Regions from separate parts of the Sus scrofa genome. Here region 1 is linked to region 2. Evidence: chromatin contacts called from public Hi-C data. All regions are on one chromosome and are shown on one strand. Each heading gives the region's core, a stretch centred on a gene start, on an enhancer-like site or on the middle of the called end of the contact. The rest is flanking DNA. Distances are from core to core; before and after follow the strand shown.

Region 1 (6,084 bases), core at 2,274-4,773, 57 kb after region 2:
CTGATCAAGGCCAGGATTGAACCTGCATCCTCAGGGATACTAGTTGGGTTCGTAACCCACTGAGCCACAATGGCAACTCCATCTTTTTTTTTTTTTAATTGAGGTATACTTGACGTACAATATTATATAAGTTTCAGGTGTACAACATAGCAACTCACAATTTTTAAGGGTTATTTTCCATTTATAGCTATAAACGTTTCCATTTATAGTTATAAACACTATATTCCCTGTGCTGCGCTATCCTTGTAGCTTATTTACTTGACACATAGTTTGTATCGCTTCATCCCATGCCCTATTGTGCCTCTGTCCTCTTCCCTCTCACTACTGGTAACTACCAGTTTGTTTTCTGTGAGTCTCTGTCTTTTTTGTTATATGCAATATTTTCTTTTATTTTTTAGATTCCACATATGAAGGAGATTATGCAGTATTCATCTTTGTCTGACTTATTTTGTTTAGCATAATACCTCCCCAAGTCCATCCATTTTGTTGCAAATGGCAAAATTTGTTTTATGGCTGAGTAGTATTCCATTGTGTGTGTGTGTGTGTGTGTGTGTGTGTGTGTGTGTGTTCTCATATTTTTGTGGTTTTTTGTTTTTTTGTTTTTGTTTGCTTTTTAGGGCTGCACCCATGGCATATGGAGGTTCCCAGGCTAGGGGTCTAATCGGAGCTGCAGCTGCTGGCCTACACCACAGCCACAGCAATGCCAGATCCTTAACCCACTGAGCGAGGCCAGGGATCAAACTCGCAACCTCATGGATGCTAGTAGGATTTGTTTCCACTGCGCCACAACGGGAACTCCCTCATATTTTCTTTATCCATTCATCTGTTGGACATTTAGGCTGCTTCCATATCTTGGCAATTGTAAATGATGCTACTATGAATACTGGGGTGTGTGTATTTTTTCAAATTAAATGTTTTCATTTTTTTCAGATAAATACCCAGGAGTGGAAGTGCTGGGTCATACGGTCCTTCTACTTTAAAAAAAAAAAAAAAAATTTTTTTTTTTTTTTTTTTGGCCACCTCTCGGCATATGGAGCTCCCAGGCCAGGGATCAGATCCAAGCTACAGCCTTGAACCAAGCGTAGCTGCGGCAACACGGGATCCTTAACCCACTGTGCTGGGCCAGGGATCGAACTTGGATCCCAGTGCTCCCAAGATGCTGCCGATTCCGTTGCACCACAACAGGAGCTCCTACTTTTATTTTTTTGGGAAACCTCCATACTGCTTTCCATAGTGGCTGCATCAATTTACCTTCCCATCAACAACGATCTTGTTTTTGAAATCCCTTTTACCCCATATAGTTTATGGCCTGACAAGCTTAAATGAATACATGAACAGAGTAATGAAGAAGGAAGTTTAGGGGACCCTCTCTGCACCTAAGAAAGCCCTGGGGGAAAAGTGCCCAATAAAGGGGACTGAAGAAAAGTTGTTAGGAGAAGAACATGGCGGAATCTACCTCAGAGAGGTTGGAAACCAAGGGAGGAGGGAATTTCAGGGAGAGAGAGTGTTTCTCTCTCTTTGCCACAATCCTGGGGCTCTGATCAGACTCAAGAAGGCAGGCGATATGATCTTCAGTTGCGCCTCCCGTCCCCCTCCCAGTTAGCTCTGTGCTTGACATCTGGGAAGGGAAATCAAGAGATGATCCCAAGACCTGGTGCTGACACAAAAGGGTAGTTGGTGACATTGTTCATAAAATCAGAGGGCTGAGGGAGCTCAGAGTGTAACCTTGGCGCACTAAGTATGACACAGAGGACAAAGTCTTTCCTATCAGGTCACACTTAGTTCTGGCCCCTTGGCAGCTCTCTCTCCGCTCCTCTTCCCCCATTGAATACCCAGGGAAAGCAAAGTGAAGACTAAGGCTGGCTCTGACATAAAGGCACATGCTAGCCAGGACGAAGGGGGATGCCTTAAGTCAATTTATGGAGGTTTTAGTGTGCTTAGTAGTTATAAATGGTTGAACATGGGTTGAACCTATGTTGAATACTGGGTCTTCTGCCCTCTTCTCATAGCCAGGAAAGCATAGATGAGGGTAAGGGGTAGAGAAGGGGGAGAGACGGTGATCTTCCTTTTAGTCCTGAAGGCTTTCTGGAGCACGAGGGGTTTCAGGAACTGCTTGAAGTCTAGAAGAGAGGTGATGTGTGTGTGGCCAAGGGGGGACACAGGGGTTAAGAAAAGGGTCTGAAGAGACAGGATTGGGGAGGAGGAAAATGAGACAGACTGGTGGGAGATGGACGCTGGGGGCAAGGTTCATGGGGCCCTTGGGGCTCCCTAGGAACTGGTTAAACAGACTTTAGTGCCTGGTCACCTGGGCTCTTGTATTGGACTATTTGCTGTGGGTGGGCCCTTTGCCAGGCTATCAGGAAGGAGAAAGAGAATATTCCTGTTGACAAAACTCTTACACACCTATTTCTCATTTAATGCCCACAAAACCCCTCTAAGAAGTAAAACAGAGGCTCACAAAAGAGGGTCCCCTTACAAAGAATTGGTGGAGCTAGGGAACTGAGTGCCAGGTTCCTCAGCAGCCAAAGGCCATGCTCACCGCCCCATATCCCAGGGTACGGAAACAGCAGACAGGTCTGGAGTGTGTGCTGTTTGCCTCGAAATCTGAGGAGGCTTACAGGCCCTTTGGGAGAAGACATGGAGCATCCCCACCAGACTAGACTGAGCCAAAAAACAAGTTTTGACTTTGGGAGCCTGGGCAGGGGTAGGAAGAGGAAAGACTCCTGTTCTGAGAGTCAGGAAATCTGGGTGCTAACTTGTCTGGGCCTCTTTTTTTTGGGGGGGGGTCTTGATTGCTGTGTGAAAGTTGTTGAATCTTTCCCAATCTCAATTTCCTCATCTGTAAAATGGGGATAATAGCACCTACCTCCCAGGAATGATGAAGTGGAGACTCACCAAGATAATGAATGCAGGGTGCTTTCATGAACGCAGGGTGCAGGGCACATAAGATCTCAGTAGCCTTGGAGTTCCTGTCATGGCGCAGTGGTTAACGAATCCAACTAGGAACCATGAGGTTGTTTGATCCCTGGCCTTGCTCAGTGGGTTAAAGATCCAGCGTTGCCGTGAGCTGTGGCATAGGTCGCAGATGAGGCTCGGATCCAGTGTTGCTGTGGCTGCGGTGTAGGCAGGTGGCTATAGCTCTGGTCGGACCCCTAGCCTGGGAACCTCCATATGCTGCGGGAGCGGCCCTAGGAAAGGCAAAAAGACAAAAAAAAAAAAAAAAAAAAAAAGCTCAGTAGCCTTATGTTTCAGTATTACCATTAATAACACGCGGAGGTTAGGCTGCTTGGTTGCTCTCTCAGGAGGCTGTGGCTTGAGCCCTGCTGCCCACAGCTCAAGCTGGGCCTGTCACGCTTGAGAGGCTCACAATCCAGCATCAGGGAGTCCCAGGTCTTGCCACTGCCATCTCCTTATCTGTCTCAGCCGTGCATCCGGTCAGACCATAAGGCTTGAAGGAAGGTGCTGGGCTCTTTTCAGTCTCTGAATTACTAGTAAGGAAAGACGGGGGAAGAGGTGCGGGGAGCTCTCAGAAAAAAAACCTTGTTGATTGGAACTGAAATGACATTAAGCCTTCGTGGAGGGGAGAGAGAGAGGGTGAGCTGGTCAGGAATTCTGGCAACCTGCTCCTTTCTCCTTAGCTCCCACATCCTTTTCGGTCCCAGAGGGCAAGGCGCCCATAACAAGCATGGCGGCGACAGCCTCGGCGCGGGCACCTGCCGAAGAGAGGGTTTCGGGAGCAGCTCAGAGCCAATCGCTGGGCAGGGGCGGAGGGAGAGGCTGGAGAAGCTCCCGGAGGCGTGCGCGCAGGCGCACTGGATGGCACCTGGCTCGCGGCAGCCGCGGAATTAGGCTTCGCTTGCCACAATTGCGGTGAGGGGCTGGCTGGCGGCCGGGTTCGGGGGCAGGAGCGGGCCGGACCGGGGGGCCAGTTAGACACAAAGGACAAACCCGAGGGGAACCGGAATGCTCTCTGCTCTGGGTGTCCTGGGGGCTGTCTGGAGTGATCCCTGGGCGTCCCTGGAGTGATCAGGTTTGGGTTGGGAGAGTGTTTGGGTCAGAGTGGGAGAAGCTTGGGTTTGAGGGATGAGGATGGAATCCTTGCAGAGAGGCTCCCTGGGGTCTGAGGTCGCAAGATGCATCAGGCATCAGGGACCCATTTCATTAACCCGTCAGGCTGTGGTTCATTTCATTAACATAATGGCTTTTATTTATTTATTTTATTTTATTTTATTTTGTCTTTTTTGCCTTTTCTAGGTCCGCTTCCGCAGCATATGGAGATTCCCAGGCTAGGGGTCGAATCGGAGCCGTAGCCACCGGCCTACACCACAGCCACAGCAACGTGGGATCCGAGCCGCGTCTGTGACCTACACCACAGCTCACAGCAACGCTGGAACCTTAACCCACTAAGCAAGGCCAGGGATCGAACCCGCAACCTCATGGTTCCTAGTCGGATTCATTAACCACTGTGCCACAACGGGAACTCCCATAATGGCTTTTAACCCTAGTAGCATGGTAGAACCAATTGGGGAGCTTTGAAAGAACACAGATGCTGGGCCACATCCCTAGAAATCCCGATTTAATTGCCTGGGTGGGGCTTGGGCCTTGGTGTTATTGAGCAGCTCCTCAGGTGATTTTAATATGCAGGCGGGCTGGCCAACCACCACCGAAAGGTTCAGCACTAGCTGCTGAATAAAGAGCTCCTGGGTTCATCCCAGACTCCTCTGTGGCTACCTATCTCTGTGAGGGGTAGGTGGTCCTGGGGTGAAGTTGCTTACCCTGTAACCTGCAAGGGGGGAGGGAAAGGGAGAAGATCCCTCCCCCAACAGGGTGAAAGTTCATTTCCAGCCTGAGAAGGAAGATGGGCCCATTAGTCACTGCATGGAAGGTGGAAGATTGGGGACCCGTCCAGAGTGGGCCTCCCCAACAGCCCTGCCAGGACTGACCCTGCTGTGGGAAGAATGGGCAGGGAGACAAAGGGGATGTGAAACAGCAAACAGCAGCCAATTCAAAGGTCCCCTGCTTGTTGAAAAAAGGACACAATATTTGTGTAGGATATTTCAAATTCATTTGATACTCCTAGGAACAGGCAGGGAATGGAATTTTCTCCCACTTTGCAGATGTAGGACTACACTCAGCTAGTTGGTGGTAAGGTTCAGATTGACCCAAGCCACCCAACTTCAAATCATGCTTCTTAGTAGCTCTTCCCCCTCCACCCTAATTGTTTCTCATACAGCCTCTGGTCCTTCTGAAGGGAATCAAGGTCCTCCTTTTGATGCCTCTCACTCCAGGGGCCCCGTCTGGCAATCTTGGTTTCCTCCACCAAATCCATCAGCATCTCTCACCCCCACCCCAACTATAGACTGGTTCAGGAATTAGGAAGCTGCTACTGTTTCCATCCTTTTCTAGGCCTTTGTCTCCCAGAAAGAAGCCTGATAGAGTGAAGAGGGGAATGTTTTTACATGATGCCAGGGGGCTCCTTCTGAACAGATCTGATTCTGTCTACCCGGCCACCCCCAGGGCTCCCTGATCCTGTCATCCTCAGGATAGGATCTTGTGTGTGGTTACCAAAGCTCTTCCTGATCTAGTGTCTCCCTGCTCTGAGCTCTCTCCACATATTGTATCAGTTTTCCTTAGCACATGGTGAAAGCCTAATAAATGGTACTTTTTGTTATCATCATTGTTCCTCTTTGTGCACCTGTTGCCTTGCTGTTCATGTTTCACCTCAGGGCTCCTCAGGTTGCCTCTTTCTGACTCCCACAGCCAAGCAGAATGCAGAGCTAAGAGGCACAGTGGGATCTGGAGGTGACTCTCCTTCTACGGCTGGGGATGTCCATACTGGCCTTTTAGGGGCAAATTGATCCAGCAGGTGTTAATTGAGCACCTAGCATGTGGTGAAGGAGCCTGGTGGAGGCTGGGAGTAGAAAACAGGGGCCCGTATAATCTGGCCCTGCTCTTCAGGAGCTTGGGAGCTGGAGGATGAGTAGAGAGGCATTTGGATCCTGATACAGAGCCAAGGAACCCGAAATGGGAGAGAACACCTGGCTTGGTGTCCTCAGGAAGGCTTGGGCCACTGAACTGGGCCTT
Region 2 (5,495 bases), core at 2,709-5,208:
AATACCATATGATATCATTTATATCTGGAATCTAATAAATGGCACAAATGAACCTATCCACAGAAAATAAACTCATGGACATGGAGAAAAGACTTGTGATTGCCAAGGGGGACAGGGAGGGAGTGGGATGGACTGGGAGTTTGGGGTTAGTAGATGCAAATGATTGCATTTGGAGTGGATAAGCAATGAGATCCTCTGTATAGCAAAGGGAACAATATCTAATCCCTTGTGATGGAACATGATGGAGGTTAATATGAGAAAAAGAAACTGGGTCACTTTGCTGTATAGCAAAAATTGACAGGACATTTTAAATCAACTATAATTTTTTTTAAAATTCATTTTTTAATGAATTACTTAAAAAAAAAGAAATTATTTCAAGTTTCTTTTCTGACCACAAAGGCATGAAACTAGAACTCAGCCACAGAAAAAGAAATGACAGGAGTTTCTGCTGTGGCACAGTGGCTTAAGGATATGACATTGCTGCAGCCATTGCCACAACTCTGGCATAGAGTCTAGCTCTGACTCAGATTCAATCCCTGGCCCAGGAACTTCCATATGCCATCGACATGCCCCCCCCCAAAAAAAAACGAAAAAAGAAATGAGGGGAAAAAAAAAACACACTTACATGAAGACTAAACAAGATGCTACTAAAATACCAATGGGTCAATGATGAAATTAAAGAAGAAACTTGAAAATATCTTGAGGTAGTTCCCTTCGTGGCTTAGTGGTTAACGAACCCAACTAGCATCCATGAGGATGTGTGTTTGATTCCTATCTTCGCTCAGTGTGTTAAGGATCCAGCATTGCCATGAGTGTGGTGTAGGTCACAGATACAGCTTGGATCCAGTGTTGCTGTGGCTGTGGCTATGGCATAGGCCGGAAGCTGTAGCTCTGATTTGACCCCTAGCCTGAACCTCCAGATGCTGTGGGTACAGCTCTAAATAGACAAAAGACAAAAACTATATATATACCTTAAGGCAAATGACAATAAAAACTCAACCAAGAGTTCCCTTGTGGCACAGTGGGTTAAGGATCCAATGTTGTCACTGCAGCAGCTCGAGTCACTGCTATGGCATGGGTTTTAACACTAGCCCAGTAACTTCCACATGCTGTAGGCATGGCCAAAAAAATTAAATTTAATTTAAATTTAAATTTTAAAAAATACTTAGGAATAAACTTCACCAAGGAGTTGAAAGACTTAACATGCTGAGAGTACAAAACGTTTAATAAGGTATATTGAAGATGATTCAAAGAAATGGAAAGATATCCCATGCTCTTGGATTGGAAGAATTAATATTGTTAAATGGCCATACAACCCAAGGCAATCTACGGAGTTAATGCTACCCCCATCAAATTACCCATGACATTTTTCACAAAAATAGAATGAAAAAATCCTAAAATTTATGTGGAACCATAAAAGGCCCAGAATTGTCAAAGTTACCCTGAAGAAAAAGAACAAAACAGGAGGCATAACCTTCAGACTTCAGACAATACAATAAAGCTACAGTAATCAACACAGTGTGGAACTGGTACAAAGACAGACATATGGATCAAGAGAATGGAATATAGAGCCCAGAAATAAACCCAGACACCAATGGTCAATGAATCTTCGACAAAGGAGGCAAGACTTTACAATGGGGAAAAGACAGTCTCTTCAGCAAGTGGTGCTGGGAAAGTTGTACAGCTGCATGTAAATCAATGAAACTAGAACACACCCTCATACCATGCACAAAAATAAACTCAAAATGGCTTAAAGAAATTCCCTTGTGTCTCAGGTCACTGCTGTGGTGTGGATTCAATCCTTCGCCCAGGAACTTTCAGATACCACAGGTACAACCAAAAAAAAAAAAAAAAGAAGACATAAATATAAGGAGTTCCCATCGTGGCTCAGAGGAAATGAATCTGTCTAGCATCCATGAGGACACAGGTTCAATCCCTGGCCTTGCTCAGTGGGTTAAGGATCTGGCATTTCTGTGAGCTGTGGTGTAGGTCGAAGATGTGGCTTAGATCCAGCATTGCTGTGGCTGTGGCATAGGCCAGCGGCTACAGCTCCGATTTCACCCCTAGCCTGGGAACCTCCATATGCCATAGGTGTGGCCCTAGAAAAGAAAAAACAAAAGACTTAAACATAAGACATGTCACCACAAAACACCTAGAAGAGACCACAGGTACAACATTCTCTGACATAAACCATACCAATGTTTTCTTAGGTCAGTATCCCCAGGCAGTAGAAATAAAAGCAGAAATAAAGAAATAGGACCTTACCAAACTTACAAACTTTTGCACAGCAAAGGAAACCATAAACAAAATGAAAAAACAACCCATAGAATGGGAGAAAATATTTGCAAATGATGTGATTGACAATGGCTTAATTTTCAAAATATACAAACAGCTCATACAATTCAATAACAAAAAACAAAACAAAACAAACTCAATCGAAAAATGGGCAGAAGACCTAAACAGACATTTCTCCAAAGAAGCCATATGGATGTCTTTCAATAGGCATGTGAAAAGATGCTCAACATTGCTAATTATTAGAGAAATGTAAATCAAAACTACAATGAGGTACCACCTCACACCGGTCAGAATGGCCATCATTAATAAGTCTACAAATAGTAAATGCTGGAGGTGATGTGGAGAAAAGGGAACCCTCCTACACCTTTGGTAGGAATATAAATTGTTACAACCACTATGGAAAACAGTATGGAGGTTCCTCAGAAAACTAAATACAGAACTCCCATATGATCCAGCAATCCCACTCCTGGACATATATCCAGACAAAGTTTTCATTCAAAAAGATACATGCATATAAAAAAATAAAAGATACATGCACCCCTAGGTTCATTGCAGTACTATTCACAATAGCCAAGACGTGGAAACAACCAAAGTGTCCATCGACATGGATGGATTAAGATGTGGTGCATATATACAATGAAATACTACTCAGCCATAAAAGAGAACGAAATAATACCATTTGCAGCAACATGGATGCAACTAGAAATTCTTATACTAAGTGAAGTAAGTCAGAAAGAGAAAGACAAATACCATATGACATCAATTACGTGGAATCTAAAATATGGCAAATATCTACAAAACAAAAACAGACTCACAGACATAGAGATCAGACCTGTGGTTATCAAGGGGGAGGGAGGAAGCAGTAAGATGGACGAGGAGGGAGTAGCAGACACTGCAAACAGTACAAAAGATAATTTTCTACTCTGGCGAAGTTTGAACTAATTTTGGATGGCTTTTCTATTCTGATATTCCAAATCTCTGTGAATGATGAACAAGGCCTGAGTCTCCCAGATAAACACCTCGTTTCTCTTACCCAACGCGGAGCTCCTGATCAGGTCTGAAAGTTTGCCCCCCACCCCGCAAAAAAAAAAAAAACAAAAAACAAAAAACTTTATAGAACAAGTTTTAGGTCCAGATTGCCTCTTCCAGGGAAGACTGAGATTACGGAGTCTCCTCGAGGCTCCAGAGCGGCCACCAGATGGCGCTCTGGCACCAACTGCAAATCAACTTCCTTCCTCTTCCCCTAACTCTTCCCGGCAGCGGGGCCCCCGCTCGAAGCGAGGGACCAGAGGGCTGGGTCCCTCCAGCTTCCCCTTGGGATTCCCCGGCTTCTGAGGTGGCCAAGCATTAGATGCAACATAAGCTGAGTAGCAGCAGGGGCTGCCAGCCGGCTGGGACAGGCCAGGGTAAGAGAGGAGACCGGAGCCGCGGTCCTCGGCTGGGGAATGGCGCTGGGTCAGCGGATCCCGCAGCAGGCTGGTCCCTAGGACAAAACTCACACCTGATTGAGGGCCATCCTCACTCTCGCTTCGCGCGCTGAGCAAATATTTCCCCTCTAAGGGGCGCGCCTGAGTCACTTGCGATTGGTTACTCGAGTCCGGAGTTAAACTTTCAGCCAATGAAAAACGGCATGGGGAGTGACGCACGGAAACGTCACGGGAATTCCCCCCTCCTGGGGCGGAAAAGGGGCTTTCCCGGCTGGAGTCCTGGTAGCTGGAAAGGTGTCGCGACCCGTCCGGGGTGGGTCGGGCCGGGAGAGAATCCGGAACCTGAGCCGCCGCAGCGGTGAGTGGCCGGGTTCAGACCCCTGGGTGGCAGGACACGGGGAAGGGCGGGAGGAGGACCCTTAGCTGACCGAGCCCAAGGGCTGAAGAGAGGCGTCTGCACACTCACAGAGAGCACGCACACGATCAAGATACACGCATACACACTGATGTCCTTGTATAAAGACAGGCGGGCCGTTTGTTACACCTTCACATATGCCGGCGTGTGCACAGCACTATCCATGCAGACTCGCTCACACAAGGACCCGCAAAACACGCACACCGTGCACAGGTGCCTGGACCCATACCCTTCACGCACAAACTCGAAGATGTGTTCACCTGTGCTCTTACATACATGCTCAGATGTTTCCGCACTGAGAAGTTTAAGGACACTCACCTGTATACGCATGTTCAAGCCATGAACACACAACACGCAAGCACATGGGCCGAAACACACTTGTACACCTATGATGCAGATGCATACATGTATTACACACGGCTTTGGGACTGGGGCGTAGGGCGTAGGCAGCCAGAGTAGGTGCAGTGTGGGAATTAACGGCTGTTGAGATGTTTTCGGGAGGGGTAACAGGGGAGCCCATCCCAAGGAGACCCTTTCCTTCCCCCGCCCCAGGGCCCCAGAGACCAGTTATCCGGGCAGAGCCCCGGGGCCCCTCACTGGGAAGAGCCCCCACCTACAGGCCTTCGGGGAGTAGGCCTTCCTACTGCAGGAATGTCCCCCCAAAAGCCCCCAGGGTGATTCAGCCGTGGCCTCACTCGGGGTAGAAAATCCCAAGGTTGCTCCAGGACGGGGGAGGGAAGGAGGCGGACCTGACCCCGTACTAGGAGCCTCCCCCAGCTTTGAAAGACCCTCCCGTCCCCGGCGCCTGCCCTGGAGGGAGGAGGAAGGGGTGCCCAGCCCCGCGGGACCTTCCCAGCATCTGGTAGCCCCTCGACTTCGCGGAGACGCTGCGGGCGCTAGCAAGCCAACTGAGACCTTGAGCCCCTCCCGTCTCGGGGGCGTGGCCAGTGCGTCATTTCCAGGCCCGCCCCCTCCGGCCCCGCCTCCCCCTGGTATTTTCGGGACTTTCCTAAGCTGTTCTAACTTTCCTGCCCTTCCCCGGCCCAGCCCAGCTCCGGATCTTGCCCTCCACCGGATCTTGCCCGCCACACCCGGACGGGTGGCTGGAGATCAGACCCTCCCCTAAATCCAGGCCCCCCCTTTCCCCCCAACTCCCGTCCTGATCTTTCTCTCCCAACCCCTCCACTCCTCCCCACCTAAGGCGGGCGCCTGAAACTCCGGGGAAACAGCACCCGGCCGGCCGGAGCCACCGGACAGAGCTGGGCCTAGCCCAGAGACATGGACAGTTGCTACGACCCAGTGAGTCACTTTGCCTGGCCCCAAAGCCGGCCGGTTGCCCCCTGTGCCTGTCTGCTTGT

The links. Hi-C and Micro-C count contacts between places; a contact is called where the count stands out from the background.
Region 1: a contact with region 2 is called in a Hi-C map of liver, with 5 times the contacts expected there. The contact joins the promoter of LOC102167427 here to the promoter of NFKB2 in region 2. A contact is called at or near these places in 1 of 5 promoter capture datasets (fetal liver), 21 of 47 Hi-C or Micro-C datasets (adipose tissue, alveolar macrophages, blood and 12 more) and 1 of 2 datasets of contacts at active chromatin or transcription factors (alveolar macrophages).

What each region holds. Positions count from the first base shown.
Region 1 is chr14:113,460,387-113,466,470 of Sscrofa11.1, forward strand. It overlaps LOC102167427, which reads right to left and starts at 3,524. Exons shown (of 3, transcript XM_021072752.1): 1 at 3,259-3,524. The region is part of intron 1 of MFSD13A (transmembrane protein 180); the gene reads left to right.
Region 2 is chr14:113,402,454-113,407,948 of Sscrofa11.1, forward strand. It overlaps NFKB2 (nuclear factor NF-kappa-B p100 subunit), which reads left to right and starts at 3,959. Exons shown (of 23, transcript XM_021072746.1): 1 at 3,959-4,080; 2 at 5,339-5,436. The coding sequence starts at 5,416. It overlaps LOC106506113 (a long non-coding RNA gene), which reads right to left and starts at 4,978. Exons shown (of 3, transcript XR_001301171.2): 1 at 4,456-4,978.